Linked DNA regions of Mus musculus: all the other regions are linked to region 2. The links are chromatin contacts, called in public Hi-C and HiChIP or PLAC-seq maps. All regions are on one chromosome and are shown on one strand. Each heading gives the region's core, a stretch centred on a gene start, on an enhancer-like site or on the middle of the called end of the contact. The rest is flanking DNA. Distances are from core to core; before and after follow the strand shown. Region 1 overlaps Itga4 (integrin alpha 4). Region 2 has its middle 13 kb from the start of Gm37004. Region 3 holds the start of Cerkl (ceramide kinase-like). Region 4 holds the start of Neurod1 (neurogenic differentiation 1).

Region 1 (6,207 bases), core at 938-3,437, 350 kb before region 2:
ATAGCTGCCAAACACAAGATGCTTTCTGATTTCCTTTAAGCTCGCCTCCAACCTGAGCATCATCTCCTCATTATGCACCAGCATAGCTTGTACTTGATCTTAAGACTCAGCGTAATAGCACTAACTCTCAGGAAACACTGAGAAGCACATTGTACAATATCAAATCACGGTTGTCTCTCACCACTAGTCTAAATGTTCATGGAAGCAAGAGGCTGGACTATGGATAGCAGAGTTTTTTTCAGAACCAACAAATACAGTTCTGTGGGTTTTTTGTTGTTGTTATTGTTGTTGTTGTTGTTGTTGTTGTTGTTTTAAGTGAGTATCAGATTAAAATGGCTGGGCTACATTCAAGAGGCAAGTAAAGTGCCCCCAAAATATTGGCTACATTATTCATTTTTAAAGGCTTATGAAATTTTCATAATATTTTCAATATCTATTCTGTAAAATTTCAGCTAGAGAGCATGCTTGCCTGTCCTCAATGATACAAAAATTTCAAATCGCTCATTAAGAAACTCAATGTCCAACACTATGTAGTCATGTGATTTCCACCTTAGTCCACATCCAAAAATGTCAACAGTAGCAAGGCTCCTGAAATGACCACATAAACGATGCTCTTAACTAAGGCAAAATCAGTAGTGGAAAGGAAAAGTTACTTTCCAAAATTATTTATTCTTCTGAACACCAGAGTGGATAAACAGAGTTGTAGCTTAGAGTCCTCTTTCTTCATTTAAAACCCTAAGTACATTTCTAAGAAACTAAACTTACTACTTAAAGATTTGCTCCTGTTATTCAAATCGTTTCCCATTTCAAAGCTGTTTGTATAGAAGGAAGCAAGCATCCTAAGATGCAACTTATTAACTGTGGTTAACTGAATACATGTCAGAGACTGGTGTGCCAACCAAGGAAAGACACTGTATACATGAACAATTCACCGGGGCCCCCCTAAATGACCACTGACTCCTGGAACCCACACTCGAGTTTTAGCCAGTGTGGAATCTCATACAAATGTAATTAGATGTAATCCTTGGTAGCTGCGATTTTGAATGTAGTTTCTTTTATTTAAACTTTGTGAAATTAGTTTCAATCGGTGTTTGCAAATTGCTTGTCACTTAAGTCTGTGCTCCACCCTAGTTAGCCACTTGTCTTCTTCTTTGCCCAGTCAGTGGTAAGTAGGATTTCAGTCATTTCCCATGTAGAACTATAATAGTCTCACATTGAATACACACATATACTTGTTCTGTGTATATATCCCTTTGCATTCCTCCTATCTTTTCTCCCTGTATTTCTATTTATCTTGTAAAAACATTTTTTAAATACAAGATTATACATTATGCAAAGTAAATAACAAATTATACTATAAGAGGGTGTGTTTTAACCTAGAAAAAAAATGCTGTACTAAGTGGATGCCACAGGAAACGCAGGCAGGCCAACAGAGTAGGCATCTGGAAACTCCTGTCTGAACGTAAATCATTCCTTTGTTTTTATAAATAAAGTTTTATTGAGTCTAGCCATTCTCGCTTTTGCACTACTGGTACAGATGAGCAACTGAGACTGAGTGCATTTTTTCCAAGAAATTGAAACTGTCACGTTATAAAAACCATTGGGGTGGCTCCTGCTATACAGCCCACATGACTGATGAAAACTTTCAAATTAACAAGCAACATGTGGTATTACTAGACAACTAAAATCCATTATCTTTGCTGTTGGTTTTTGTTTTGTGTTGTCTGGTTTTTGTGGACTAGAGTCATGCTATATGTAGGCCAGGCAGGCCTTGTACTTGTAATTCCATCCCATGCTCTGGCGTGCTGTAATTACAGGTATGCATCGACATGCCTGGATCCATTCTGACATCAACAGAGGGTCCTTAATCTCAGCTGGCAGAGGCTACAGGCTTTTCCCTTAGAATCCAAGTAGAAGTAGAAAAAGTAATCCAGCCCCAAGCCTTTAACCTCCCCTGTAGCACCCTGTAGAAAAGAAGAGAGAGAAATAAAGGATACCCTATGTGAACCAATTCTCTTTTCTGAGCCTTGGATTTGAGAAGCTGTGCAACAAATGAATAATAAATAACAAAGTACTCATTCTAGACCCTGGCTACCATCTCATCCTGGAGGTACTTGACGGAGTGGTCATGAGCTACCCCAGCACGAAGGAGGTGGTGTGGTTTGCTCATGTTGTGAGCCTTTGGACTTAGTCAGCAGGCTTCTCCTTGGCAGCGATTGTTAAATGGTGAGAAGAGAGCCACGCTGCCTTTTCCCTACCGTTCTATCATCCAGTTACGACCGAAGGGACTTTCAAGGTACTCTAAAAGTAAACTTCAGCTTGACATTAAAGTTTAATTAAGACTTGTACAAGAGCTGCTTAGAAATAGACATTTATAAAATATTCTGGCTTGGAACCAAAGCATTAGTCACTGAACACCTTTGGGAAAGAAGTTGGCACTTTGACAGGCAACAGAAGGTGGCAGCGTGGCATCCGCAGCCAGCTTCTGAGACAGCAGCCGATCAGAGCGGCACCAGGCTCCTGTTGTCAGCAAGACTCCCGGTTTAGTTTCCATTTTAAGCTATTTTGCACAATTACCACAATCCCAACTCCATGATTCTTAAAAGTACACCTTTCTATACATCTTCTTTAACAAGAAGCCATTGAAAAGACACCAGCCAGCGTCCTACATACCATGAAGGAGAGCCAGCTGCACATCTGGACGGGTGGCATGACTGAACCAGCGGCTTCCCTGGGACTTACAGTTCATTCTTCATGAAAACATGCATAATGCAGGCTTGAAATTTACAAAGCTGCTTAGAGTCCACATAACTGACACAAGCCCAAGTACTGTGCACACATGGAACCATAACTTAATAAGTGAATGAGGAAACGAGAAAGCTGTTACACCAGGTTCTACATTTTCTCTCAGTGAACATGACTGGATTTTACAAGACATTCACAAAACCTTAGTATTGTCAATATATTCTTTCTTGGTGCAATAAATTTGGTCTCTGAAGATTACTTAGTTTTGATCAGAATGGTAGGGACAAAAAAGGAAGGAAAGAAGGCAGGCAGGAAGGAAGGAAGGAAAGAAATAAGGAAAGAAATAAACAAGGGGGGAAAAGACAACGCAGCAAAATAAAATGTGAATGGTTAGCACAGCTTAATGCTCAAAGACACACAGCAGAATTATCTGACAAAAGAGAAGCCTTCAGCAACTGGCCTCCAGTCCAAAGTTGAATTTCATCTTCTTTTCTTTTTCTTTACTATCATCTGACTTTGTTGAATAAAAGTTCAAGGAGAGAAATGAAAAGGAACTTGGATTAGGAAGCTGGCCCGGAAGTGAGTGGACGTTAGTATCGAAGCATGAACTTCATTCTTCGCCTGCTTCGGGAGGTCAGTCAGGCTTTGATTTTACAAAGGACAGTTGTATTAGATTAGCCTGTTGAAGAGTTAAATGCATGGTGCCAGGTACCATTCACAACTTACTGTCTACTCAGAGTTCCCCACTTGATGCTACCAGAACCCCAGATTACTCAGGCAGTGGGCAGCATTTCTTTGATGTTGCAGAAGATGAGCATTGAGTTCAGCTTTGGGGAATGAAGCCTGATGGCTAACATGACCACAAAGACTCCATTCTCCCTGCGCAGTGACAGACTCGGGGGAATGTCAAGTTAGAGTAAGCATGAGAAGGGAGATTTTTTTCTGAAAAGCTTTCAAAAGAAAACACACACACACACACACACACACACACACACACACACACACACAAAGCAAACAAACACACTCTTGTTCTTGCATCCACTTCCTTTATGGGAATGTTAGCACTAAAATATTATAATCAAAAATAAAAAAACCAAAAGAACATAAAAGACAACCATATATGCAGGATTTCTGGCTGTATAACAGACCCGCAACTACCATTTCCATGCAAATATTATGCCACATATATATTTCTGTAAGTCAGGATTAGTAAAATTCTTGTTACATGAAGTTAAAAGTAGTCCTAAATGTTATGAAAGCAGTCAGAGGAGATTTTTATCACTAATTCTAGAAACATGAAGCATTGAAGAGTAAGGTCATTTATTTCCTGATCCATATGAAAGGTCTGATTGCAGATTCCTTCTTGTTGCCTAATACCTATTATTCTTGTGATTATGATAACGTGTTTGCTCACTGTTATGTTTCTGTGGGAATTCTGGTTGGTTCACTGTCCCAGGAGGTTGGACACATAGAAGGAGGCCTCAGCCTAATGGAACCAGGAGTGAGTGGGAATCAGCACTGCTTGTCAAACCCGAGTGGTTTATTATTGCAGGCTTCAGAAATTCATGTTCCTTACGGAGTAGATGCATTTACATAAAACAGGCTTCTAGATCTGGGACACATAATACCATTAGTGCCAGCAGAGTTACAGCCAGAAGAAGGCATACAACATATGGCCCCAATTTGCAGACGGTTACTGAGAAAGGAGAGAAGACACCTACATGCAGAGATGTTGTATTTTTGTCTGACACAGAATAACTTACTCAAAACACAGTCAAAAGCTTTCACCGTGGCTCTGAAAACTTAATTAGATGAGCTCTCATTTGCACATCCCCCAAATAAGTTATCATTAGCCTCATAGAAATAGTTTGTAACTTTTCAAAATGATGCAAAGGTACTGGTGCCTACTGCTTTGCACTGGAATGTATACGATTCTAAAAACAGTAGCACCTTTCATTGAACCTTCAAAGGTATCAGGTTTTGAGCTAATCACTTGTAATAAGTGCATTTTAAAAAATTTAAAATCCAATAGAGAAGACATAATTTCTACTATTTTATAGCAAGGAAAGAGGAGGTTCATAGGCTTCTCTTAAGGCGACCTTTTGGGTAAAGCAGTAGAAGTAAGAGTTGAGCCAAGTTGAATCTGATCAGCTTGACCTCCCACGTGAAAGTCACCACTGCATTGCTTGCCTGGTTTCAGAGTAATAAAGTCTTGTAGAAAATAATGGAGTAAGAAGGGTGAAATGAGGCAGGGATAAGAGGAAAGGGTACAGGAGGGCTAGCACTAAAAAAAAACATTGAAAGGCCAAATGGAAACTTATGATTGTAGAAGTTATCGAGAGAGAGAGAGAGAGAGAGAGAGAGAGAGAGAGAGAGAGAGAGAGAGAGAGATAGAGATAGAGAGAGAGAGAGAGAGAGAGAGAGAGAGAGAGGAGAAATAAAGCACCAATAGCAGAAGTAGGCTTGAGTGTGACCACCTTGAGAAGCCATGCCCAAAGATGCCAACAGTGGCACAGGTGTATGGGAGTAACCAACCATCTTCTGATTTGCTATAAGGGCCACTTCATACTATGGAACCTAAGCCTGGCAACTGAGGCCAACAACCCAAGACGCTGATGTCTCATAAGACCTAGCAAAGAATCCAGTGCTATTATTCTGCTAAATGGACAAAGTATTTAACAAATTCTCAAAAAACAAAAACAAAAAAACAAAAACCCACGAGTCTTTATGCCCATAGATCAGGACATCTCTTGACCTTAGTCCCAGGTGCTTCTTTTGTAGTAGATTGTGGTGAACACAGAAACTCACAACTGGTCAACCTACAGAGAATAATACCTGGCAGTTTGCTCAGTCCCAAATGAGACACCTATATCACATTATCTTCTTCCAGGAAGAGGGAGCACAGAAACACTTTAAGAACCAGAGGCAGTGGAGAACTACTACAGAACAGTGTTTTCTGGACACAACAAAGCAATTGCACATGAGATCTGACTGCAGCTATGACTGCATGCACAAGACAGAGCAAGCCAGACAAAAGTCCCTGAATGGGTGGGGAAAGTAGGCACACCAGGACCTGCCCCTAAGGTGAGGAGCTCTTGGAAAAATCAATGGCTGCTAGGAATAAGCCTTATTCAATAATGTGGCCCCTGAGGAGATACCCACATTCCAGTAGATGAGATTACACCTAAGCACACACTGTGTACACAAAGTGAACTACATGAATTAAAAAACAGTAGAGAAGAGACACTTGAAATTTAGAAGAAATTTGGACAGGATAGCAGTAGGTGAAGCAGGAGTTGGAGGAGCAGCAAGGCTATATTTAATCGAAACACATATGCATGTATGAATTATCAATCAATCTTTAAAAGTCAACTTATAGCTCTGTTCATAGTGAAGGTTTCTTTCTTAAATCCGATGACTATGAATGAGCAGTTTCTGGGCCTTAGGATACACATTTCCTTT
Region 2 (6,888 bases), core at 2,609-5,108:
AGAACCTTATGTGGATGGATACATACATACATACATACATACATACATAGAAACATAGATAGATACATAGATAGATATAGAGGTGATACAGAGATAGACATGTGACATAGATTTGTTCCCATGAAGGCTGTAGCCAGCAGGAGAGACCTTATCTAAATATCTCTATATAGACATCTAAATATGAATATCTCTAACAAATATCTACATAGATAAATAGATTGATAGAGACATCTAGGTAGATATAGATATATATGTGCTAAGTGTAGAGTGATGCATATTAAATGAGTGAATAATTTTAGTAGGTCTTGGATGGCATATAACCAGGTTCCAGATACAGCTCTGGAGTTGAGGAGAGGAAAAAAAAGGATGGGCCAGGAAACAGAAGTTGAGATACAGCACATGAAGGGATTCTCAGGCTAGTGACAGAAAGCTACACAACAGCTATAGAGTTAATTTTTCAATGTTTCCCTTGCTTTGTTCCTTTATAAGGTAAACTAGCTTTGCATTCTGCCATTGGCAGCCTCTTTAAAATACTATCGTGAAAGTAGGTGAAAACTGGGTTGTTCCTGAAGCTTTCGCAACCATTTCACCAAGTACCGAGTCTGTAACCAGATTACTAATAAGTAAGCTAGATGCAAATACTTTACAACAGATGCAGTAAGCTTTTAACTACATTATATTTGTCAGGAAAGTTACAAAGGCATACACATTCTATTTACAGAGAGTCATATACATATGAACAGCACAGGTAACTATATGGTTTGAAATAGACTGTCGATGTGATGATGTCTCGGGCTCATGTTTAATCTATTAACTACCTACCTATTATATAATTACTGAGAGAATTATGCTTTGATTCTGCTCAAAGCAGGGACTCCTGCAGGAGCCTAAGAGCTTCTTATGTGTAGAGTATTTAAAACAGAATGAAATTAGCAATCTGTAACTTAAAATTATACATAACATTTAGCTTCATTTAAAATTAAAGCAGTAGAAGGAACAGATTTTCATGGCATTTCCATTATGCAGAGAGGTAAACAACAAATAAATATGGCACATATGAATATGAAAATCACAGCACGGTAATTGCTGTACTCCATCAGCGTGTGCAATATTAAATCCTCAAATAAACACTTACTTAACCTCATCCTCACACATGCCTATTGCTTTTATCAGAAGGAGAACCACCTGAAACATTCAAACTAACACCCCATCCCCCAATGAGGTACAAAGTCAACGGGAATCACTGCTGTTCCTGAGAGATTTCAGTTGTGCTCCTCCACTGGCTCCAGTAGTGCCAGTATTTCTAAGAGACAGGGACAGGAGAAGAAATGTGGAAGTCAGTTTGAAAAATTCAGCCCTCCTGAGACTGTCTTTTATGTCACATCCTAACTCCACTGCTGATTCTTAAAGCCTTGTGAGGATCATTAACATTGCAGCCATGCCAGGAACCTCTGCCTTCTGGCTGAGACCACACTCCAGCTCTCTCTTTCTCTAGCAGAGAGCAGAAACTCTTTTTGTATACCCTTAATAATAGCTAACGTCTGTCTCATGCTCTGGGCCCGAGCTTGCCCTAAATTTAACCCTCAGCAATGGTTCTCTGTTTTACTCACAGCCACGACCTGACTCATTTATGAAGAGACCTCTGCTACCCTGGAGTTTTTCAACAGGCAAGGGTTAAAAGGTCAACCACGGTGTCGTTTCTGTCTTTATGAATAACAACTGTCAGAATTCAGTTATGCAGAGTAACACGCTGAAGATATCTTATCATTTTACACAGTATGACCAATGGTTCAGATGTGTGGTTTGTGTGCACATGAGACTATGTCTCCTAGCAGGGGACATCAGCGACTTTATCAGAAGCTAGGAACCAGAACATGCATTGATTCAATTCAACTTTAAAACAGAAACCAAAGACGTATGAAATCCAAAGGAAGGAAAACTGCTTTGTTCCAAATAAATACCTTTCAAGTTTACCAATATTCATTGTCCCAGTGATGAAATTAATACATCTTTGCTGCTCTAAACTTAAATTTGACTGGATGGGTAAATTCAAGCCTGAGGCTTTCATGCCATTATCAGAGGCTCTGTCAGTGAGTGCTTTAACCTAATTACATTTGATGCAGCAAATCAAGAAAACCACTGCTGGTTATGACCTCTGCCAAGAGCACTCATGAGCTAGACAAATGGAGCTTAAGATGTTATTAGTTGTTCGTTGCAAAGTTCCAGATCCTGCCCGACAGGAGGCTGCCGCCTGATGTGGGCACGGACCCTCCAGATGGCATTCTGCATTGGCTTGTGGCAAGGCTCTCGGGGACGCTGGCACATTTTCTGCGTCAAAATGAAAGTTTTCCAATTACAAGGAGATAATGTGAGGAGATGCAAACTTAATCTCTTGAACAAAAGGTTGCAAGCTGTGTAATAGCCATTTCAGGGGAGAGATTTCACTACAGTTCAATTGATTTAAACGTCGTAGATCACAAAATGGGCTATCTTTCCTAATAAAACTGAGGACGCAGCTGCAGTAGATTCTACCTCATGGAGCAGGGTGCCAATGGGCTCATCATCTTAGGGACTGCTTCTCTTAACTCCGTGTTTTGTTGAATGCAAGTCGGTGATTATTTTTGCCTTCCCTTATGTGTGAATGAATAACAAGAAACCATCTCCTTTTAGTTAGACAGCAAATGTCTTAAATGAAGCCTTCCAGGTGTAACAGTTTAACAATGTTACTACATAGCAGATCATAGAGTTTCACCAGGGCATATTAAGTGGTAAGAAAGCCTTATTACTATCCAAACCTTTCAGATAGTTTAGCTAAAATGTTAATCTTTCTTTTTTTCTTTTTTACTAAGTCAGGCAACCCTGATGCAAATGGGGTGATATGCCTCAACACTGGTCCCCAAAGAAATGACTCATAGAAGCTTTTAAGCGGGAACTTGCTTGCAAGAGCGCCTCTCAGGAAAACACATGCACTTGACAATTGACAGGAACATGCTGTCGCAGAGCAAGAAAGAATCATATAGCCATCCCCACAAACCACATAGAGACACCGCCAAACAGGAGAAGGAATCCACACCCTGTCTGCACAGAACATTTGCAGAGTGGGGTGTGGAGCGTGGGGGAGAGGGGCTGAGCACACAGCCTTGCATTTAGCTGGTTTTCAAGAGTTTAAAATGCTAAGCTTAGCATGTAGCTCTATAAGCAAATGCCCTTCAATGTCACAGGATTCTTTTCTTCTGTGATTTAAGAAGAATTTACTGATACAAACATTCACAGCCCAGATTTCCATGCATTCCCCACAGAGAAAACATATACTTCCCAAAATCAAAAATTATGCAGTGCACGCATAGAAAAGTACTTTTGTCACAAATTCCAAGATATTAAAAATACATTTTATACATTGAGATGATGATGGATGATACAGGTTTGTATGAATCTCTGAACTGCAGTGGATCGGGCTAACCAGAGTAAGTAGCTGCCTTTTGTCATTGTAGGAGATCGCTAGGGAACTACTATTTCTTCATAAAATTCAGTCAACTAAATAAAGCAAGATTATAAATTCTAAGTGGTCTCAACTGCAACATCGTAGGTTCTGTAAATCAGTCAAGAATATAAGCAAGCACTTAAAATCACTCAGGAAACCTAACAGATGCCTACTGAAGAGTTAATCCGTGCAAGCAATGAGCATTCTAAAAACAGTCTCACCATCAACATAAAGTGGTCCACGGCAGCTGCTATAAAAGCCCAACATCAGTGTTATGTTGGCTCAACTACTAAGCAGCGACCACAGTGATGTCCCTTAGGAGGCATTTGAGGGCCCAAGTGTACAGCAATTTAAAAACTAAGCAGGAAATCAAAACTAATACCTAGTCTGTTTACAAAATATTTCTCCCTGTGTGCTTGTACCACCATCTAGTGGTTACATAGCTCTCAACCTGATCATTAATAGGAAAGTAATCTGGAAGAAGAGGAAAGGAAAGAAGAAAGAGGGATAGAAAAAAGAAAACAGGAGAAAAATGAAAAAGAAAACAGGGAGAGAAAAGAAGAATATAAAAAACAAAACTACATATACATATAATTTCCAGATCATAAAAAAGGAAATGCAGAAAACCCATGGCTAATACCAGTTAAAATGAAGATGTTATTTTGAATCATTTGCATGGTGTATTTCTATAGATATGATAATTTTACAATCGACATAACAAATGTCTGGATTTTAAAATACAGCTGAATTTGTAAGGACTTATCTCACAACTTAGAACCTGCAGGAATGTTTGCCTGTGTGTCTACAGATATGAACACAAGATCATATGGTTGTTTGAATACCGTCATTGTTGGTAAGTAGAGCTCTTTACATAAAGCATGGTATATTCATAGAGTAAGGCACCAAGCTGGCCTTTATGGTTAATACAGAACCATCTCTGTTAGTTATTGGAGGAAAAGCAGTTACATGGAATGATGTGTTTTCCAGTTTATCACTTCTATAGATCATATATAATGTACATGTGTACCATGACAGGAAAGACCCAGGGGTCTAAATGAGTTGGAAGGCAAAGATGAAAAGAGATACACTATAGCTTAAATTATATGAATGCATTAGGTATTCAAGACTAAATGTATTTTAAATCTAGAATATCTGCATGATTAAAAGAAATCGCCACCTGTGGCAGTTTTAAGACAATAAAATCTCACTGGCAGTTTTCCATAGGAAGAAGCATATGGAATATTTTTATATAAGTGTACATTTATTATAAAATGACAAAGATTGAAGCTTCACTTTTTCCAGAGAAACAGAAATTCAGGGGTCTGGAAACATGGCTGAACAGTTAAGAGCACTTGCTGTTCTTGCAGAGGATCTGATTCAGTTCCCAGCACATACATAGCAAGCAGCTCACAGACATGAGTAAGTACAGTTCCAGGAGATCTAACACCCAACTCTGGCCTCTACAGGTACCAGGCATGCACGTGGTGCACAGACACACATGTAGGCAAAACTCTCATACACATAAAATAAAACAAATAACTTTTTAAAAGAAGACATTCAGTAATCCAAAGGAGCAAGGTTATCTGTAAATGCCATAGAACCAGGTGATGAAAAATTGAAACTATGTTACCCCCAGTCTTGATGTGGAGAGCCTGGCCGAGGCACATTTGTGTGAGGAGATTCAAGGTGTTAGGACTTCAGTTCCTGGCTACAATGATTAGGACCGGGAAGGGAGGGCACTGGGACAGCAACAGCTAGCAAGCCAGTGACTAAAGGTAGGATTGGGCTCCATGAATTAAAAACAATAAAAAGAGACCATGGCATGAGGAGGAAGACCTTTTTGGGGGTAGAAAGATACGGGGAAGATTAAAGGAGGACATGGGGTGGAAATGCTCAAACTATACTGTGAAAAGGGACTAGAAAGATGGCCCAGGTGTTAAGAGCATTGGCTGCTTTTGCAGAACCTGATTTCAGTTCCTAGAACCCACATGGCAGCTAATACCATGGATCAAGCAAGTTACAAGGGATTCAACACTATTTATTTTAACCTCAAACATAAAAAGGGTTCTTGTGGTGCACATACATACAGGCAAAACACTAACCTCAGACACATAAAATAAATATATACAAAATAATAATGATAATAAGCAGAAAGGGTGGGATCGGTTATGAGACAGAAGCAGCAGAGATTTGTAGAAGGAGGTGTTCAACGGTTGGTTCAAGGATGCGATCAACATGGGTGTGGTTTGCCTTTCACAAAGGACTTTAGGTCAGATCTTCTAAAGGCCTGTGTGTGCTTCCATAGCCACAGCGAACTAAAGACACTGGCAAGAGGAGAGCCATGGAAGACCTCCGTGTGTTTTTCATTCATGAAGTAGAAATGCTTAATTGTATATACTATCCTTTCTTTATGGTCCAGGCACTCCTGTCATCATCATGGAGGCTTTATGCCATGAACATTGTGAAAAGTCCTAGAGAAGACTGTGAGAACTGTGAGAACTGTGAGAACTGTGAGAACTGTGAGAACTGTGAGAACTGTGAGAACTGTGAGAACTGGGAGAACTGGGAGAACTGGGAGAACTGTGAGAACTGTGAGAACTGTGAGAACTGTGAGAACTGTGAGAACTGTGTGAGAACTGTGAGAACTGTGAGAACTGTGAGAACTGGGAGAACTGGGAGAACTGGGAGAACTGGGAAGGCTAGTTTCAGACAGAAGAAAGAGAGCTGTTCTCCAGTCTTAGTTCCCAGATGATGAAGAACATTCTACTGCCAAGAGACTTACTTTCTCCTTCTATTTCTTTCTTCTTTCACTAAGATCATGATATACCACACCATTTTTCAGGCGCTAATTTCCGTAAATATTTCTCAAGTAAATATGTAAACTAATCTCAGAACCTACAAAAAAGAGAGTTGTTGGAGACTTGGCATCAGAGGTAAGCATATCCATAGACAGGTTACAAGCCTAGTATCAGATCACCGAAGAGGAGCATAAACTAAAGTGAGTAGGTTTTCCTTGGGCAAAGCTGTAAGGAAGAGCATGCTAGCAGGGCAACAGAGTGAGGGCTTTGCCTGAGGTTGGTCCAGCTGCACAGCTTTGCTTGGCACTTGGCTGGCACACACTAGCAGAAGAGCTGGCACATTTCTGTATCAAATTTATACACTATGTTCAACAGGACTTTTTTTTTCAATCAAACTTCTCACTTCAAGAGCTTTTTATATATTTGCATCCATTTTTAGGAAATTAGATTCTGTAAACACCACACCCACTTTCTCTCAACAAGTAGCATCTTCACGAAATTAGAGTGCAACATTACCACTAGGGTGGAGGCGGAGGACAAGATACAGATGTTCAACATCACAACTGTCATTTAAGTTGCCGTTCTCAAAGCCTCACTCAGCTCTCACCC
Region 3 (6,568 bases), core at 1,189-3,688, 470 kb before region 2:
AAGTATATAAACAGCAACTTCTTTAAAGAAAAACAAAGGAGAGTATTAACAACAGCCTACAGCTAGGTGCAACTCAATCCCCAGAACCTGTGAATAGATTATTTCGTATAGTAAAATTGACTCTGTTAGTAGAATTGAGCTAAGGATTATTGAGGCAATCCTCATGAGATCACACATTTCTTTGTAAGAAGGAGAGACAAGAGTAAAGTCAGACAAAGAAAGGCGATCCATGAACAGAAACAGAAAGCATAGGAAACCACGGACAGACTTGAAAGATGAAAGAAAAGGCAGAGCCCAGAAACAGAATAGCTATAGAAGCTGGAAGGGTCAAGGAATGAGTTTTCCCCAAGAAAAATGGTAGCTGTACCGACACCTTCATTTTCATTTTATTTAGACAGAGGCTCATGTAGCTCTAGCTGGTCTTAAACTCATTGTGTGGCCAAGGAAAACACTTGACCCTCCCTCCTTTGCTTCTCTGCCTGCATGCTGAAGTTACAGGTTTGTCCATTGCAACTGTTTTGTGTGCTTCTTGGCTTTGTGTATGCCGGTGCACAGATGAGGGCAGATTGACAGGACGGAGCTATGGAGGTGGAATGCATGGGATTCGGAATGAGCTGAATGGGAGATGTGTGAGGTTCTCATCAGACATTGATTAAGGACCTTCCAGAGGAAAGAATGTATTTGTGGTGAAAAATCCTGATATATATATATATCTCCTGATATATATCTGAGGTTACTGGTCAGGTAGACGAAGGTGAAATGTAGCCAACTGGAACATTAATATCAGAAATTCAGGACAGTTCTGGAGTTGATGACATCACCTCTGGAATCCCAGCCACTAAAGGTAGGGGGGGGAGAGGGAGAGAGAGAGAGAGAGAGAGAGAGAGAGAGAGAGAGAGAGAGAGAGAGAGAGAGAGTATGTGTGTGTGTGTGTGTGTGTGTGTGTGTAATAGATCCTAAGAACCTGGATCTGGTGGCACTTAACACATTAGAAGCCCTGAAGGAGACAACTCATCAGAGAGAAAGTGTGGGAGCATGGGCCCTATTGTTTCCATCTTCATGGCAAGACAAAGCCAATGTTTGCAACTCCTGGTCTTCCTGAAGCTTGACAAATGGCAACCTGCCCCTTTGTAAAGGTCCTAAGAAGTAGCCATTGCCTTGGCCTGTTTGCCTTGGCTCTCAGCAAGTTTTTAAAATGCCAGGGAGCTTGAGTCTGCCAGACAGCTGTGAACTCAGGATGTTAACTCTAGAAGTGAACTCTTCCTGGAACTGGCACAGCTCTTACCTACCAGTGGCTGCCTATGAGAGACTTAGTGGAAGATGGATGGAATCCTTAAGTAATAGTACAGAAACCCCAGTTTTAAATCACCCTTCAATGCCTGACCACCCCCTCATATAAGGACTTCACAAAACCTCTTTACTTGCCTAGTCTGCAAAAACACTAGGCTCTTGTTTTCTGATTGCAATTCTCAGCCTAAATCCTAGACTTTCAGAGGGAAGTATTTCTGGAACCTGGATTCCATCCCTGGAGATTGCAAATTGATCGTTTTGAAATGTGGCCAGGACAACTGGATTAAACAGCAACCGCCCTCCCCGGGCCACTCTATTGTGCAATCACAGCGGGAGAACTGCCCCTCCTACCAGGAGGAAGTTAACGGTGAGCTCTGGAGGCCTCCTTTTGCATGATGGTCAAGTTTGGGTGAGTAAGCTCTGCTCTTTGCAGTTTGCAGCTGTCGCATCCAGGTAGAGCTAAGGGATCCATACACTACACTATGGAGGTGATTGAAGGTAATATCAACTTTGTGAGGTGTACATTTGTCTATGCAAATCAGGGGTTTACTCTTACTCCTGGGCAGTCAAACAGATGTAGTCACACAGGTAATGTAGCTCCTTGGGGGAATCTCAGAGGACACCCCTGAGAAGATAGACAGAGCCTTGCGCACTGAAACTCCTTTGTGTCTCTTGGCCAGCAACTTCTGCAGTCACCCAGTAAGCAGATTCTTACTGTTCAATTTTATTTTTTTTTATTTATTTATTTATTTATTTATTTATTTATTTTTTATTATTTTTGGACAGTGTCTTACACGTGCTCCCGACGGCTGTAGAACGCACTATTTAGCGCTGGCTGGTCTGGAACTCAACTTCACCTGCCTCTGCCTCCTGAGTGCTGGAACTGAAGGCTTGTGCCACAACTCAGAATTTTGGATTCTCTTTAGATTTATCTGACAAGAACCTGCACTTCATTTAACAAGAGACTAGGTGATGCCTAAGCAATCCAATTTGGGGGATGCCTGGCAAACTCCCGGAGCTCAGCCAGGAAAATTCATACTAGCAGCATGGTCCAGAGAGGACAGTGGCCCTCTCTGGGGGCAAAAGAGAAAGCTCCCGGGGCTCCTCCCTTCCGCCCCGCCTTCCTTCAGGAGCTTTTGGTTGCCTTGGCAGCGTGGGACAAGGCCCAGGCAGTGGCTGTAGCCACACTTCCTTCCCACGAAGATTTCTGGTGGCTCCCCAATTCGGCCCAGCACCGCGTCACCATGTTCCGGGGGAGACGCAGGAGCCGGGTGGGCGCCCTGGAGGAGGCGCCTCCGGAGAACCCAAAGGCAGCTGCTGAACCCGAGCGGGTTTTGCTGCGTGGCATCTTCGAGATCCGGAGGGAAAGCTGCGATGTGGCGTTGGGCGAGCGGGCCCTGCGGTGGCGACGCATCCAGCCCGAGCTCCCGGCTGGTGAGTGGCGGCCCCCTACCTTCCCACGCCCCCCACACCCTGCTGCCGCCACGCCCTTCTGCCGCCACCGACACCCCTCTGACCCTCCGCCCCCAGCCTCCTGTAGGGGTTGTGATTGCAAACCAGGAAGTTGCAGTTCCCCTTCCATCGGGAACAAGTTTTGAAACCCGATTTTTAATGAATTTCTATAGAATATCACACCACAGATTTGTGCTTTACTTAAACTTACCTTCTATTGACTTAAAGTCTTTTTTCTTTTTTTCTTTTTCTTTTTTTTTTTTTAAACAAGAAAATGCGATGCTGCAATTTGCAGTAGAAATATTTCAGGTCGGCTTCAGTTAGACCTGTCTTGGAGAACAGTAGAATGTGGTTCACAGTCTGGTTTTAATTAGCTACGAGTTTATGAAATTAAAAACAGCTGATTCCCCCCACCTTCAGAGGGAAAAAATACTCCTTGTGCCACAGTCTGTCATAGAATGGAAAAGTCATTGTTTGAAAGTTTCTTGTCCAAACGTCTAACTAAATGAAACCATCCAGTCAGGGACCAGAATTAGTGAGGAGTGTGAATTCCACCTGAGCCACATGTGCAGTGCTGTTCACTCAAGCAAAGCTACTTTGGGCTTTAAGCAAAATGTTTTCACGGCCTTTGAAAGCCCAAGGTGAAGAAGTATTTCCCGATTCTTTAGATTCTTTAATATTACAAGCAAGGTGCAGGGATGTGGGATCTTTCTTTTAACCTGTAAATCAGCCTGAGTTGGGGAATATAAATGTAACTAGAATCTCGATTAGCCCAAGGAACCAATTTAAGCTACAAGCTTTTAGAGACTGCAGTGCAACAATACTGCACCCCACCCTCCCTTGTAGGTCACTGCTACAGCACAAAGACAAATAGTGACAAGAGGAAAGAAATCCTGTTTTGTAGTGAGTGGTGACTGAGGAAAAGGAGGTTTAATTAGCACTCCTGGTAATAGAATTTGAAAAGCTCTCATGACAGTTTTATTACTCCAAACTTTGCAAGTGTTTAATTTTGCCCTAAGACCCTTGGTTTTCTTTCTCTTCATACAGAGCACACTAGTTTTCTTTGCAATTAACACCTGATATTTAAACCAGGAGCCTCAGAAACCTGGCACATGTATTTGTAGAAGAGCCCAAGAGGCACATTACTAAGTCCAGTGGGTAGAGAGTAGTCATTAGGTGATGGTATGAGCTAAGCACTATGATGTTGCATTATCATAGATACGGGTGGTGAGGACTAAGTAATGTGGGGTCCAGAGCAGAGGAGAGACCACCACAGGTAGGAGAACGTTGTGTTGAAATGTGTGGTAGAGGAAGCCATGGCTGCTGTTGCTTGACAGGTGCCTAACTTCCCAGGGTGGAGCTGGGGTCATGAGTTCTCTGGACGTTATTTCATGGTGTATATGAGCTGTTATCAGAGCACTACATTTTAAAATTCTGAGTATAGTAGCAGTTTCATTGAGAAACAAAACACTCCATGATCTTCCCTAACTTGTTCATCTTGAGGATGATGAGGGAAGACACTGATGTATTTTATGGAGGCCATTACTGCTGCGACTGGGATTAGTTGGTGGTCTTCTTGACAGGGTAAGTGACTCTGAATGCAGTTCCCTTATTGGGTTCAAGGTTGACTTAGAGGGAGAGTTGTGTTATCTTCTAAAAAGATGAGGTTCATGTGAGTGTCTTCAGGCTGAGGTGGGAAGCTTAAATACACCAGCAATGAGTTTTGGCCTTTTTTTTTTCTTTAAATGAAGGGATATTTTCAGTTTAGTGCATTTGGTCTTGTTAGGGAAGATATTAATCCCGTGAGCAGTTGTTCCCTTGTCAGCTTCTGTCCTTAGTGCTCAGGTGTGTCACTGAATGTTTTGAAGAGGCAACACACAAGGACTACATGGACTAGCAACTTTGTCTGACACCTAAAGACAGGCCTCCAAAGGCTGACACTGTCCAGGCAGGCAGGCAGGCAGGCAGGCAGGCAGGCATCAGATATGAAGTGACCAGTATGTTGTGAGATGATCTAAAGATCCACTGGGATTTCAGTGCAGTCAAAAGAAAGTGATCTGTTCATGATAGGGGAAATATCATAAAGGCTCAATTAGCTGTTTAAGTTCCAAAAATTTAGGGGGAGAAAAAAAATTGAGTACAATGGTATTTCATAAGGGTTTGCAGCATTGTTAGATAGCAAGGTGTTAGCTGAGGGCCTGGGGTGTAGCTCAGTGGTAGAGCATTGTCTTGGATGTGTGAGATCCTGAGTTCAGTTTCCACGTCTCTCTGAAGGCCCTCCCTCATGTTTTTAGACTTAGTGTTTCTTGGTATTTCTTGGCTTGTGGTTATATAACTCCGTATGTTCACATGGACTCACATTGTCTCCATGTGTTCTTGTTCCTTCTTATAAGGTCAGTGGCCACTGTGGTCAAGAGAAACCCTAAGTCTAGGGTAATCTCCCTGCTGAATTACAATGGCTGATAATTTTCCAATATGGTTATTTTCCAATTGGATGTGAATTTGGAGGAGGCAGGTAACCTCACCAAATTTATGATGGGAGTTGGAAAGACAGTTTGGTTTGGAGGCTTAAATGAAGAACAGAAATGAAAAGCTGTTGCCTGGGGTTGAAACTGATGAGCATCAGTCAGGAATGTACCAGGATATTTCAAAAGTAACAGTGGCCTGATGACAAGAAACTCAAGGTTAATTCAGTAGAAAATATAAAGTTCTACCATTATTTTCGTTTTAATTTTAAATTGATCCACAGTATATCTATTCCAAGCCCACTCGATAATGATGGCCTGTGGAATCCTTATTGAAAACTCTCACCTTCCATACCTCTGCTGTGTTAATGGCTTTGGCTTTAATTTCATTCCAGTTGTGCCCACCTATGGCTGCAATATGGATGTTTGCCATCTCTCAGGTCTATGTTCCAAGGAGTCTTGTCTGTTGTGACTACATATGCTTCTCAGACAGTATAGCCAGCTGTCAAGTATATCCACAGTGCATAACTACTTGCCTGAAAGTCATGTTGTAGCTATCATTGATATTTGATCAATCACCTGGTATTATTTTACAGTGCTTGTATATTGGGGTCAGGACTATGCACAGTTTCAGATAGATGCTGATGGATAAGAGGGGTTTCTTCATTTCCAAAGATCAGATAAGATGTGGGTCCAGAAAGAACTGTTGGAACTGGTAGTAAGTCCGCTGGAGATACTATGCCTAGGCTCCAAAGGGCGTATTGACAGAGCAGGCCTGAGTTTAGAGATGAAGACATTAGTCAGGATCTTTGGCCTTTGCCTTAGCCCGACTCATTTCTTCCACCAATCCTTCAGGGGAGGAGGTTAGAAGTCACTTCCCTCAGCTCCCTGTCTTGTATTCAAGGCCAACAATCTGTAGGCAGGTTTAAGGAGGACATTGCTTCGGTGCACGGTGAAAATAAAGAATGATGAAGTCCAGTTCTGGATGGAGGAAGGAAGACAGCCAGATTATCTGTTTGGTTTACCCTTCGCTCCAGCATGTACCAGCCACAAGGAGAAGGTTTAGTGCATGACCATGTTTATGGTGGATTGCTGCCTCGTGAACTTCAGTTTTACCCAGTGCCTTGAACTATGATGAGCACTGCTAAGTATCGACTCGTCCCCTATAGGAGGATCGTCTTTCTCCACTTTAAGAACCAGAATTCTTTATAAAAATATTCTTAAGGAGATCTCCAATATAACCTGCATTAAAGTGAACATTTCTTGGTCAGAGTGAGTGAGTTTGCCTCCTTGGGTTGCACTTTGCCTAATGGGACCACATTTATTTCTTTGAAAACCCACTGAATAGTAGGGAATGGGAT
Region 4 (6,512 bases), core at 1,598-4,097, 500 kb before region 2:
AGACACACTGGGTCCTTTCACGGAAAGTAAGCATCTGTTTCTGAGAAAAACAGGTCACCACCCGGGACGCTGCAGGCCATGACCCAGCTCTTTATCTTAGCTCTGTGAATGCGCCCCTGCCCCACAGCCAGGCCATACTGCTCTGTCCTCTCTCCTCCCCTATTCTTCCCTTAGGCCTCTGCTTCCCTGGCTCCAGGGCTGAGGCTGTAACGGACCCGCGTCGGGTCCAGTGCGGCGCTGGGGACTAGGGCCCGGCGGGGTGGCAGATTTAGGGCATTGCTCGAGGGCACTGAGTCATGAAAAGCGGCTTTTGTTGCCTGCGCGTGCAGCTCGCGTGCCGCCCGGCTGCCTAGGGAGGCTGGTGGGGCCAAAGTTGGGGGAGTGCGGTCACCGGTCAGGCAAGCGGAGATAACTGGGAAATAGCCACTGTCCCAGCAGACCCACCAGCGCATAAGAACAAGGCAGCCGGCCAGGGTCATGGGCCCCAGCGCCGGACTCCACCGAGCGCTCTGCATTCCAGCTGGGTGCAGTTCAGGTGCGGCCGCCCCCCGCCCCCCGTCCCGCAGTCTTGCGCCTTCCCGCAACACACACATACTTTCACAAAGCAAAAATACTTAACCCCCCATCCTTATTAGGCACCCACTGCTTCCCCGGAGCTCGGAGGACACTTGCTGGGAGCCTTGGTGTTTGTAACTCCGACTTGGAATCAAGGCCACATTAGAATGCAGCAAAGCATGAACATTCAGGAAAGAGAGATCTTACTTCAAGTTCCGGGAATATCCAGGTGTAGCTTTTCTTTTCAAAACTCCCTGGTCCGTTAGTCAGATCCCCTGAGCCATAACTTCCACCGCTCCCCAATAACTCTCCTGTAGCATCCCCTAAAATGGAGAGGTGAGAGCCAGAATCCGAGTTACATTTCACTGAATGAGGATATGCCAACTCTTCATAGAAGGGCTGTCCCAATAAAATCTGCCTCTACTGTGCTTAACCTTCAAGATTTTTCTGCGGATCCAGGTATTTAAACGCAACACCCAGAGTAAATGAAAAAAAACAAAAACAAAACAAAAAAACAACCCCCCCCCCCAAAAAAAAAGACAATGCTCCTTGCTTGCTCTGCTCTCAGCCAGTTGACAGAACAAAGAAAAAGAAAAACTCCAGGCAGTTTATCTCTAGAATCCCAGAATGATTGGTGCCATGTTTTAGGCCACCAAAGAACTCCCACAATGCCTTGCTTTTCTTTTTAGATTCGTTCCGGGTCTGGAAGGTTACTTTCAATATCTTGCAAATGCCCAGGATCTCCTTAGAACCCTCTCCCCCTCCCCTTTCCCAGATGTACCCCATTCCAGCCACTCAACCCTGACACTGTTTGCAAACTCAAGGGCAATTGCCTTTACATAAGCAATTCAAGTAGGATGCATTCATTGCAAAGGGGTTGAAGAGGGTAAGAACTTAATGAAGAGTTAGAAGAGGAACTGGAAAGAGAAAGGAGGCCAACCATTCCTCCTCCTCCTCTGTCACTTTTCTTGGGCTAGAAGGACGGAGGATCATCCATCTGAAAGATTCCTCCTTCAGATGGAGAAAATAAAGACTCCTTATTTAAGAATAGATAAGGCTATTCCACAATAGACTTTGCTTGACTCAAAACACAGAGTCCCCAGAAAGGGAAACAGCACATTGAATAGAGTTTTATTGCAGCTTCTCTTTGAGCTTCTTCTGACCAAGGCCCCAGAGATTGAGCACTAGGGGCTCAAGGAAGGCTGTGATTGAATTATGGTCTGTGTCAGAGATGAAATTCCCACCTCTGGTGCGGGGTTGTTTAATCTTAGCATTCCCTAGATGAGCTAGCTGAGGTCATTCATTACTCCAGGAGCATCTGAAAACCAACGGAGCCAAGGTCTGCTGGCAAAAACTAGCTTTAGACACAAAATTCTAGGGTTTAGAGTTGAAGACTCTTAGTGAAGTCTCTGGGGTAGGAGCAGGTGACCGTTAGGTTTACATTTGGAGTGTTCAAGTGTAGGGTATGGAAGCTGACTTGCAAAGGATTCTAGAAGATGCTCTAGTCAGGAAGGTTGAGTCAAGGCTGTGTTTCCAGATGAGGTCGTTTTTATATGAAATAAATGTTTGCCTAGAGAGGTGATGGAGATTAGAAGCCAGCCACCCTTTGGTGGCAATAAGCAAAGCCTCTGCTAAGAGGTAGAAGCTAAGAGATGGGCCTCTCCAGAGAGAACAAAGTCAAACTGCACCACCGGAGACCATTGTCAAGGGAAGGACCCTTCAGTGCACCTCAGTATCTGGGATTGTGAGTGGTTCACCTCTGTCTACCTCTCTGCGCTAAAGCAGTCTTCAGGCTAGGACATAGACTCAGTGATCTTTCTTTACCTTTCCAGCTCGCCTCCCGCAACCCCCCCCCCCCCCACATGTCCTCTGTCTTCTGCTGCCACAAAGGGTTAATCTCTCCTGCGGGTAAAAACAGGTCCGCGGAGTCTCTAACTGGCGACAGATGGGCCACTTTCTTCTGGCCACAAAGGGGCCGGAATGGAGCGCTCCGCGGCATACAAATAGGCAGGTCACGTGGTTCCCGGCTCTTGGCTGGACCGGGAAGACCATATGGCGCATGCCGGGGAGGAAGGAGCAGGGGCGGAGGTACTGTGGGGGTGAGGGGAGTGGTGGTGGAAGGGGGCGGGAGGAAAGTTCTGGGGAGGGGTGAATGAGGGCGGGAGTCGTTCAGTCTGGACGCGTGCGCGATTGCGGGGCGCAGGGACCTGCTCGTTGCTCAGCTCACGGCCCCGCCCGCGCTCAGCATCAGCAACTCGGCTATATAACCCTAGCGCCCGCGCCACCGGGACACGAGGAATTCGCCCACGCAGAAGGCAAGGTGTCCCGAGGCTCCAGGGTTATGAGATCGTCACTATTCAGAACCTTTTAACAACAGGTAATTATGATTCCTATTTTTTACTCTCCCGAGAATAAAAGCAATAATTGAAGAGCTGTACCTTGGTACTTTGCATGCGCACATTTGTGGAGTCGGTTGTCCCTATATTTGAGATCAGTGTCCCTCCTCGTAATTGCCCACAAGTACTCGCACGTAATGAGTCCCAGCACTCAAGTACCCCCTGCAGGCTTTCTAATTACATTTAATTTTTAATAGTATAGAAGCTTTTAGAATGTTTGGGGAGGGGAGTAACTGTAATTATTTGTAAGCGGTTATTTGAAAGTCCCCAAAGCAAACAACCACTTCCAGTTCTCACTTATTCAGGGGAGAAAAGGAGAGAAAGAGAAAAACAAAACAAAACAAAACAAACAAACAAAAACACCTGCTGCCCATAGTTTTATTTGGTGTACAGATATTTAGGCTCATCGTGCATATGAAACTATCTATTTCAGGAGAATGTAGTACTGGAAAACCGATTGGACTCTGAAATAGCTTAGCTGAAATGTAGGGAGAGGGGGAGAAAAGGAAGGAAATTTTCCTGCTACCTGTTACTGTCCCAGAGGCGGCCAAGTCCCCATGCTGGGGCCAGACATTCAGTTGTTTTACTAAAGGCTTTTTACAGTTCTTATGAGAAGCAGCACCTTCACCATTGCCAGTCGCTGACCATTGTAATTACTCCATCTTTTAAAGGGAGGTTTGAGGCGAACTTTGAAAAGCCCCAATAAAGAGCGGGCGGCCCTTTCAATGGGCTGTTTATTAGAGAGGAGCCTTTTGCACCTGATCCCCAGCGCGTGGGAGAGCCTCGCCTGGGAGCCAGAGCTTTTGTACAAGGTGGGAATTTAGCGGGGGCGTGGGGGGGGGGTGGTGAGGCAAAGAAAGAAAGGCAAGAGAGGGATGGAAGACTTGTGCCCACTTCTGTGGCCAAATGTGTTGTCGATAGGAAAATAATTTGATGGAAACTACCTTTCCTCCTCTGTGCATTGGCTCTCCCTTCCATATAATCTTCTTTAAAAATTGGGGTCAGTGCTAGGAAATTACGTAATGGCTTTTCAATTTATTTAAACCTCTAAGTAGTGCGAAGCCAGAGCAGAGATGAGTTCAGAGTATTCCATTTCCAAACTCATCGTTTTTGTGAGTTGGGAGTGACTTGGGACACAGTCAGAAAACCATGCACTCTGTACGCATTTCCACACAGGGCACCTGGCCAGATAATTGCCCTGCACACAGTTGAGCTGATCACTAGGAAAGGCACCCATAGCCACTCATGACAGGCCTAGTGGTACCTACTACGCAGCACCGAGGTACAGACACGCCAGCATGAAGCACTGCGTTTAACTTTTCCTGGAGGCATCCATTTTGCAGTGGACTCCTGTGTATTTCTATTTGTGTGCATTTCTGTAGGATTAGGGAGAGGGAGCTGAAGGCTTATCCAGCTTTTAAATATAGCGGGTGGATTTCCCCCCCTTTCTTCTTCTGCTTGCCTCTCTCCCTGTTCAATACAGGAAGTGGAAACATGACCAAATCATACAGCGAGAGCGGGCTGATGGGCGAGCCTCAGCCCCAAGGTCCCCCAAGCTGGACAGATGAGTGTCTCAGTTCTCAGGACGAGGAACACGAGGCAGACAAGAAAGAGGACGAGCTTGAAGCCATGAATGCAGAGGAGGACTCTCTGAGAAACGGGGGAGAGGAGGAGGAGGAAGATGAGGATCTAGAGGAAGAGGAGGAAGAAGAAGAGGAGGAGGAGGATCAAAAGCCCAAGAGACGGGGTCCCAAAAAGAAAAAGATGACCAAGGCGCGCCTAGAACGTTTTAAATTAAGGCGCATGAAGGCCAACGCCCGCGAGCGGAACCGCATGCACGGGCTGAACGCGGCGCTGGACAACCTGCGCAAGGTGGTACCTTGCTACTCCAAGACCCAGAAACTGTCTAAAATAGAGACACTGCGCTTGGCCAAGAACTACATCTGGGCTCTGTCAGAGATCCTGCGCTCAGGCAAAAGCCCTGATCTGGTCTCCTTCGTACAGACGCTCTGCAAAGGTTTGTCCCAGCCCACTACCAATTTGGTCGCCGGCTGCCTGCAGCTCAACCCTCGGACTTTCTTGCCTGAGCAGAACCCGGACATGCCCCCGCATCTGCCAACCGCCAGCGCTTCCTTCCCGGTGCATCCCTACTCCTACCAGTCCCCTGGACTGCCCAGCCCGCCCTACGGCACCATGGACAGCTCCCACGTCTTCCACGTCAAGCCGCCGCCACACGCCTACAGCGCAGCTCTGGAGCCCTTCTTTGAAAGCCCCCTAACTGACTGCACCAGCCCTTCCTTTGACGGACCCCTCAGCCCGCCGCTCAGCATCAATGGCAACTTCTCTTTCAAACACGAACCATCCGCCGAGTTTGAAAAAAATTATGCCTTTACCATGCACTACCCTGCAGCGACGCTGGCAGGGCCCCAAAGCCACGGATCAATCTTCTCTTCCGGTGCCGCTGCCCCTCGCTGCGAGATCCCCATAGACAACATTATGTCTTTCGATAGCCATTCGCATCATGAGCGAGTCATGAGTGCCCAGCTTAATGCCATCTTTCACGATTAGAGGCACGTCAGTTTCACTATTCCCGGGAAACGAATCCACTGTGCGTACAGTGACTGTCCTGTTTACAGAAGGCAGCCCTTTTGCTAAGATTGCTGCAAAGTGCAAATACTCAAAGCTTCAAGTGATATATGTATTTATTGTCGTTACTGCCTTTGGAAGAAACAGGGGATCAAAGTTCCTGTTCACCTTATGTATTGTTTTCTATAGCTCTTCTATTTTAAAAATAATAATACAGTAAAGTAAAAAAGAAAATGTGTACCACGAATTTCGTGTAGCTGTATTCAGATCGTATTAATTATCTGATCGGGATAAAAAAAATCACAAGCAATAATTAGGATCTATGCAATTTTTAAACTAGTAATGGGCCAATTAAAATATATATAAATATATATTTTTCAACCAGCATTTTACTACCTGTGACCTTTCCCATGCTGAATTATTTTGTTGTGATTTTGTACAGAATTTTTAATGACTTTTTATAACGTGGATTTCCTATTTTAAAACCATGCAGCTTCATCAATTTTTATACATATCAGAAAAGTAGAATTATATCTAATTTATACAAAATAATTTAACTAATTTAAACCAGCAGAAAAGTGCTTAGAAAGTTATTGCGTTGCCTTAGCACTTCTTTCTTCTCTAATTGTAAAAAAGAAAAGAAAAGAAAAAAAACCAACAAATTGCACAATTTGAGCAATTCATCTCACTTTAAAGTTTTTCCTGCTCGCTCCCTAAAATAGAAACCAGACCCATAACACTCAAGAGGATGAAAACCGAAATGCATTCCTTATCAAAACACATCAATTCATTACTTGCACAAGCTTGTAAATACATATTATAAATAAATGCCAACACACACTCCTTTAAATCAAAAGCTGCTTGACTATCACATACAATTTGCACTCTTTCTTTTTAGTCTTTTACTTCTTTGAATTCCATGATTTTACGGAGTGTTTGAAGATATTGATGTTTCCAGAAAATATAAATGCATGA

The links. A called contact is a pair of places that touch in the nucleus more often than the background predicts. HiChIP or PLAC-seq counts read pairs in DNA pulled down with a chosen protein or histone mark.
Region 1: a Hi-C map of forebrain shows a contact between it and region 2, with 2.5 times the contacts expected there. The contact joins two enhancer-like sites. A contact is called at or near these places in 3 of 15 datasets of contacts at CTCF or cohesin (the NIH/3T3 cell line, large pre-B cells and pro-B cells), 4 of 484 Hi-C or Micro-C datasets (Th1 cells, bone marrow-derived macrophages, cerebellar granule neurons and 1 more) and 2 of 115 datasets of contacts at active chromatin or transcription factors (CD8 T cells and memory CD8 T cells).
Region 3: a Hi-C map of forebrain shows a contact between it and region 2, with 3 times the contacts expected there. The contact joins the promoter of Cerkl here to the enhancer-like site in region 2. A contact is called at or near these places in 3 of 484 Hi-C or Micro-C datasets (bone marrow-derived macrophages, forebrain and nephron progenitors), 2 of 115 datasets of contacts at active chromatin or transcription factors (embryonic hindbrain and stem cell-derived neural progenitor cells) and 2 of 9 other capture datasets (adipose tissue and macrophages).
Region 4: a contact with region 2 is called in an H3K4me3 HiChIP or PLAC-seq map of forebrain, with 8 times the contacts expected there. The contact joins the promoter of Neurod1 here to the enhancer-like site in region 2. A contact is called at or near these places in 10 of 39 promoter capture datasets (the 3T3-L1 cell line, 3T3-L1-derived adipocytes, the HPC-7 cell line and 7 more), 10 of 484 Hi-C or Micro-C datasets (bone marrow-derived macrophages, cerebellar granule neurons, cerebellum and 5 more), 12 of 115 datasets of contacts at active chromatin or transcription factors (astrocytes, craniofacial prominence, differentiating embryonic stem cells and 8 more) and 4 of 9 other capture datasets (adipose tissue, embryonic stem cells, liver and 1 more).

Annotation. Positions count from the first base shown.
Region 1 is chr2:79,305,916-79,312,122 of GRCm38.p6, reverse strand. The region is part of intron 17 of Itga4 (integrin alpha 4); the gene reads right to left. Among named protein-coding and RNA genes, the nearest start is that of Gm22606, 39 kb to the left of the region's middle. Within about 2 kb of position 2,187, at least 13 of the 459 cell types and tissues checked have an H3K27ac peak or open chromatin away from gene starts, as enhancers often do. A contact at or near this core is called in forebrain, where this site is marked.
Region 2 is chr2:78,956,586-78,963,473 of GRCm38.p6, reverse strand. No RefSeq gene overlaps it. Among named protein-coding and RNA genes, the nearest start is that of Gm37004, 13 kb to the left of the region's middle. Within about 2 kb of position 3,858, at least 37 of the 459 cell types and tissues checked have an H3K27ac peak or open chromatin away from gene starts, as enhancers often do. A contact at or near this core is called in cortical neurons, forebrain and neural progenitor cells, where this site is marked.
Region 3 is chr2:79,424,858-79,431,425 of GRCm38.p6, reverse strand. Cerkl (ceramide kinase-like) reads left to right here and starts at 2,438. Exons shown (of 13, transcript NM_001048176.1): 1 at 2,438-2,724. The coding sequence starts at 2,535.
Region 4 is chr2:79,452,971-79,459,482 of GRCm38.p6, reverse strand. Neurod1 (neurogenic differentiation 1) reads left to right here and starts at 2,847. Exons shown (of 2, transcript NM_010894.3): 1 at 2,847-2,932; 2 at 4,435-6,512. The coding sequence starts at 4,446. The coding sequence ends at 5,519.